2 separate regions of the Rattus norvegicus genome follow, and region 1 is linked to region 2. Evidence: chromatin contacts called from public Hi-C data. All regions are on one chromosome and are shown on one strand. The core of a region is the stretch at or near the end of the contact, and the rest is flanking DNA. Distances in the headings are between cores, read along the strand shown. Region 1 holds the start of Nup50 (nucleoporin 50). Region 2 holds the start of Prr5 (proline rich 5).

Region 1 (2,700 bases), core at 104-2,603, 230 kb after region 2:
TTTTATCTGAGGCCCAGATAGGCCTTAAAATTTTGATCCTCCTGCCTCAACTGTCTGAATAGCTATGATTGTAGGTCTGGTCTGTATTAATGAGAGAGAATCTTCTTGTTACTCTGGCTGGCCTGGGTTGATCCTCTTGCCTCAGCCTTCCAGTAACTGTGACTTTAGTTGGAAACCCCCATGACCTGACTGATTTCAGATACTTAAATTATCTCTGGAGTATATTACCAAATATGATGTTAGTTAGTTGAAATGTGTAGAGAAGGACAAGAAAAATATCTGCATGTTTAACACAATTTTTCAGAATACACTTAATTGGCAGTCAGTTGAATTCAGAACAAATGAATTAAATGCAATCCGGTTTTTTCTTTCACTCTGCTGGATCTGGGGACTGAATTTAGGTCTCTCCATGTGCTAGGCAAGTAGTCTACCACTGTGCCAGCCAGTCTCCTTTTGTAGTTCTTGTCGATTGACAGATAAAACACCCTGAAAATAAGGGATTTGATTTCTCCTTGGAACCCCTTTTCCCCTTTCCCAAGAGTTAGGAACTATTGCTCTAGAAATGCTAGTTTCTCTGAGAGCAGTTTCTAGATGGCTAAAGATGGGTCTGACATTCTGGTTCACAATCAGAAGAATGTGAACCCAACCGGAATCCCTCTTTTAACAACTGAACCGCTTGATAATGCTGTAGTCAGCCAAAAGCATAAAAAACGCGAGTCCTGATCCAGGACGCAGGTGGTTCATCCCGCAGTGAAGAATCCCTCCGGGGACTTCATCTCCTGTGGGCCCTAACTGGCCGTGCAGCCTTGGGCAAATTTAATTCACCTTTACAGCTCCCAACGAGGAAATCTGTGGACGTCTATCACAAGGCAGCAATTGGGGTGGATGACTCTTGGGTCCGTCCCTCAGGGCTCTCCAGCCCCATATCCGGAAGAGTCACCATAAGCTTCCAAGCCGCAGGCTGAGATCCACCCTCCCTAAGGCCCATCCACGTGAGAATCACGTTGCACACGCCTCGTGCTCCCTCAGATTCACGGCCTGCCTCCTCAGCCACCCACCACACTATCGGAGTCCTCCAAAGTCAGTGACCACAACTCCTCCCGCCAGTGTCTCAGCAGCGATTGGCGCGCGAACTTCCTCAAACCGGGATGGCGGTCGACACGTGACCAACGTGCTTAACCCGCGCAGACAGTGGCGTTGGCTCTAGGCCGGCAGCCCGCACTCCCTTTCGCGCACGCGCGAGATCCGACGTTCCTCCCAGCAACTGTTTCCAGGGCGGGCTTGCGCATGCGTCGCGTGACACCCAGCAGCCCGCAGGAAGAGGTCCGGGCGGGTGAGCTCCGACGCGCTTGCGCAGTAGCTGGATGAGGGCGTTGCTTGCCTCCTCCCTTTTTTTTCTCCGATTGGTTCTGAGGGGTATATTCGAGTTGCAAAATGGCGGCCCCGAGCGCTCTCTTCAGCGTTCAGTAGCAGCTTCAGGCTGAGCGGATGTCTCTTCTCCTCAGTTTCGGACTCAGAGACACGCGGCTCCCGACTCCTGCTGATCACGAAGTCCTTGAAGGCGCTCAACGCACCGGAATCTCCCAGCGGCCGCGACCGCCGCCTCGGCCCTGCTCTCCGCGGCGCCGGAACTCAGCGTGATCTGCGGCGGCCGTCTAGGAGGTGAGGACCGGGCAGGCCGGGAGGGCGGGGCGGCGGCGGTCTTGGCGACGCGGCGGGCTGTTTGTGAAGCCAGGCCGGGCCAGGCCTGCCGGGCGAGCCGCCTGGCCACTGGAGGGCTCGGCTAGGCGCGGGCCTCGACCCGGGCGGAGGTAGGCGGCGGCGGCGGCAGGGCCTCCATGGTTGGCCTTCATCTCTCACTTGTCTCCCGACTGGGCCCGGTGCATGCACTCACGGTATTCCTAGGCCGTTGGTCACCCGGGTCCGTCCAAAGCAAGTTTTGAAGTTTGGGCTTTCCGGGGCGTTATAGTGATCTCGATCGGCTCCTAGTGTTTTCGTGTGAAATTCATCTCTGACAGCAGGGTTGTACCTGGTGTGCACATTACCCGAAGCGGCCGTTCGTGAATAATGTATTTTCCCCCACTGGCAACTTCCTAGCTTCATATCATGAAAGCATTTCATGGAGCCATTTTACCCACAGACGCTGACATTTGGCAAACTCTTCCGGGCAGCTGGTGTAACTCATTTGTTATGGGAATTAAATTTCCCGGTAACACATTGGTAGGTTTCTCTAGCACGTACAAGACCCTGGATCCTGTCCCCACAGCTCTAAAAGAAAAAAATAAAAGAAAAATTTTTTCCTTTCAAAAGAGGAAAATTAACTATGGAATGTGGAATAAGGTGTTTGATGTTCTTTTAAGTGTGTATCTCCTGTGCTGTCCTTAAACTTGTCCTGTGGCTTAGATTGGCCTCAAACTGTCATCCTGCCTCAGCCTCACTTTGCCATCACCCAGGTTGGTGAAATGTGTTTTAAAAGTTTAGCCTGTAGTTCGAGTTACTTTGTTTTCCCACTCTACAACTTCTGAGTATGGGGGTAAAAATAGTATATATATATTTTTTCTGGTTATTATTTTGACAAGACACGTCTCTGTTTTAGCCACTGTTCTAGGCGATGCCTTCTTTAAGTTTTCATAGCACTCCCTCTGCCCCACACATAATCATTCACCAAACTCATTTGCCCAGGATCTCTCAGCTTGTCCT
Region 2 (2,700 bases), core at 179-2,678:
GAAATCCGTGTCCAGCTGTGACAGCGTCCTGTGTGTGTCAGTATAGCTGGAAAGTGTCCAAGCTGGCTTCCTCCTGCTCCCTTGAGCAGAGCTCCTAGCCAGTATGGGCAGCGTTCCATAGTTGGTTAAGCCCTGTACACCTATCTGGGTGAGCAGTCTCTATATCCCCACCTGAAGGCCTCATCCTCCCAGACCTGGGTTCCTTGGTGTGGCTCAGAAAGTTGGTGCCTGCCATTGTCACTTGCACCCTTGCTTGGAGACTGGTGAACTCATCTGCTGTTGATCTCCAAGTCAGGTCCTCACTGGAGGCTTTGACTGAAGGAGGCAGGGGTAGCCCAGCCCTTCCCTGGTTGCCATTTCACAGTAGGTTGAGTGGCCTTTGGTTCTGTGAGAGTTCTCGTGAACAAGGAGTTGCCTGTTTAATCACTGCCTCCTAAGACAGGCATGCGGGGGTGTCCAGTACCCAGTGGCTGCTCAGGAAATGCTGATGTTGTAGTCGAACCATGATTCTATTCTTCTGCAGGTCACCTGGGGCTGTGCTTGGAAGTGGCAGGCAAAACCAGTGGGACTCCCAGATCCCGGTTGAAGCAGGCTGTGTGTCAGGGGCTGGGGCACTGTGTGTTCAGTGGGCTTGGTCCAGCTTGCATGTTCTGGTGGCAGAACCTTGGAGAGATTATTTTGTCCTGGGTGACCCACGACATCCCCCAACAGGTATTACTCAAAGTTGTCTCAATGTCCCAGGGCTGTCCTGTGTCCCTGGATCATTTTTGCCTGGCGCCTAAGTCACAAGGACTGAGGAGACACTCTGACTTCTGCCATTCAAGGGAGCCTAAGATTCAGGGGGTGTCACCGCCCTCTGGTCCTTCTACTCTCGGTGCAGCAACCCCTCTGGCCAGCCAATCATCCAAGGAACCAAGCTGCCTGAGAGGACCCTAGTCCTTGGCCCCTCCCCTGAGAGAAAGGCTCTAGGACAGCCTGGTTCTTGCTAGACTCAGGTGGGGTGGGGCTGATGGCTGAGGCACCCGGCTGAAAGCTTTGATCCGCAGTGGGAGGAGCCTGTGTCCACGTGAAGGGGTCTGGATGGATCTCTGTGGGCACAACCTTTTCTCCTGAGATGGGTGACTGGAGAGGGAGTGAGTTCAGGAGACATTAATGGGAGCCTATGAGTCCCTGTGCATGGTGTGTGTGTGACCACAGTGTTGGGTGCCGGGTGGACAGTTGGGGTTGAACTGCCCTGTGACTCTTGTGTGGTGGCTTCCGATGGGAAGAAGAGAAACGGCTGAGAGCAACCCCCCACGCCCCCACCCCCCCTTGAGCTGGCCCTTTGGCCGCCGAGGGCTCCAAGGCGCCGGCCCCGCCCTCCCAACGGAGACCACGCCCACCAGTGCCCCCGCCCAGATGGGAGACCCCGCCCCCGGCCTGCTTTTGCGCTCCGAGCGCTCCACGCTCCGCCGCCGCGAGCAATGGTTCACAGGGCCCGGCGCTGGGCGTGCGGCCCCTGGAGGGGGCGCAGAGCCGGGACGGGACGCCACGGGGTCGCCGGGCTTGCTGCTAGCAGCCGACTATCGTCGTAGGGGACACGGGGCGCGCGTGGGCCGGGGTGAGCATGAGGACTCTCCGCAGGTTGAAGTTCATGAGTTCGCCCAGCCTCAGTGACCTGGGCAAGAGGGAGCCGGGCGCGGCGGGTGCGGACGAGCGGGGCACGCAGCAGCGCCGGGCCTGCGCCAACGCCACCTGGAACAGGTAAGGCGCGCAGCCCGGAGCGGCGTGGCCGGAGACAGCACCGCGCCACTTTGCGCGCAGCTCACCCCGCCGCCGGGCCGCGCGCGGGGAGGGAAGTGAGTGCAACGTGTCGGCAGCACGAGCCCACGATCGCTCCCCGGGGACGGGCGGCCGGGAGCAGGAGGCCTCTGAGCCCCCACTTCGCAGGGGCGCACTTGAACCTCGTGGGCCCCCGGCAGGGCGCCGCTGCACTTCCTGTATGCGTGTCGGGCCCTCGACGCGGGGTGGGCGGTGGCTTTCCCGAGTTGGACCCCGGGCCTCCCAGCTGTCCGCGGGGGTGCGCCAGCTGCCAGACATTCCTTACCGGACCCTTCCGGAGGCCCATCCAGGACCAGCCGGGCGTGGGAAGCCCCTCCCCCAGCTGTGCTCTCAACCAGAGAGAGTCACAGATAGTTCTTTTAGCCCAGTTCCCCATGAGTCTCCTCTTGACCCTTCAAAAAAAAGAAAGTATTTCCACCCAAAGTAAAATAAGGATCGAGGGAATGAGGCAGGCTGTCGAGGGAGGTCTGTGGATGCTGGCTCTCCACTCCATCCCTCCACCTGGCAGTAAAATCCTGCCAGGTGCTTCACCCTCTGTGGTCTGCCACTAGGGACACGGCTGTCTCTTGGACACATGCTTTCTGTTCATCTAGTCTCAGAGCAACCCGGGAACACCTGGGTGCCAGCTGAGACCCTCTAATAAGCCGCAGCCTGCTTGAGAGCTGAGACTACCTGCCTCAGTTTCCCTCTCTCCTGGGCCTACACAGGTCTCCTCATTGGGCTGGGAGCAGAACTGTGAGAGAAGGAAGACTCCTTTTGCCCCAGAACTGCTCACCACTGTCTTCATCCCCTTCCTTGTCTCTGGCCAGGGTTTAGTGGAGCCATGCTGACTTTTGGCTCAGATTTCAACTCCACTCCTCTGCTGTGTGGCCTTAAAGC

The links. A called contact is a pair of places that touch in the nucleus more often than the background predicts.
Region 1: a contact with region 2 is called in a Hi-C map of kidney, with 2.7 times the contacts expected there. The contact joins the promoter of Nup50 here to the promoter of Prr5 in region 2. A contact is called at or near these places in 2 of 12 Hi-C or Micro-C datasets (kidney and mammary epithelial cells).

Annotation. Positions count from the first base shown.
Region 1 is chr7:117,926,529-117,929,228 of GRCr8, forward strand. Nup50 (nucleoporin 50) reads left to right here and starts at 1,354. Exons shown (of 8, transcript NM_012991.2): 1 at 1,354-1,662.
Region 2 is chr7:117,692,480-117,695,179 of GRCr8, forward strand. It overlaps Prr5 (proline rich 5), which reads left to right and starts at 1,429. Exons shown (of 8, transcript NM_001012121.1): 1 at 1,429-1,743. The coding sequence starts at 1,607.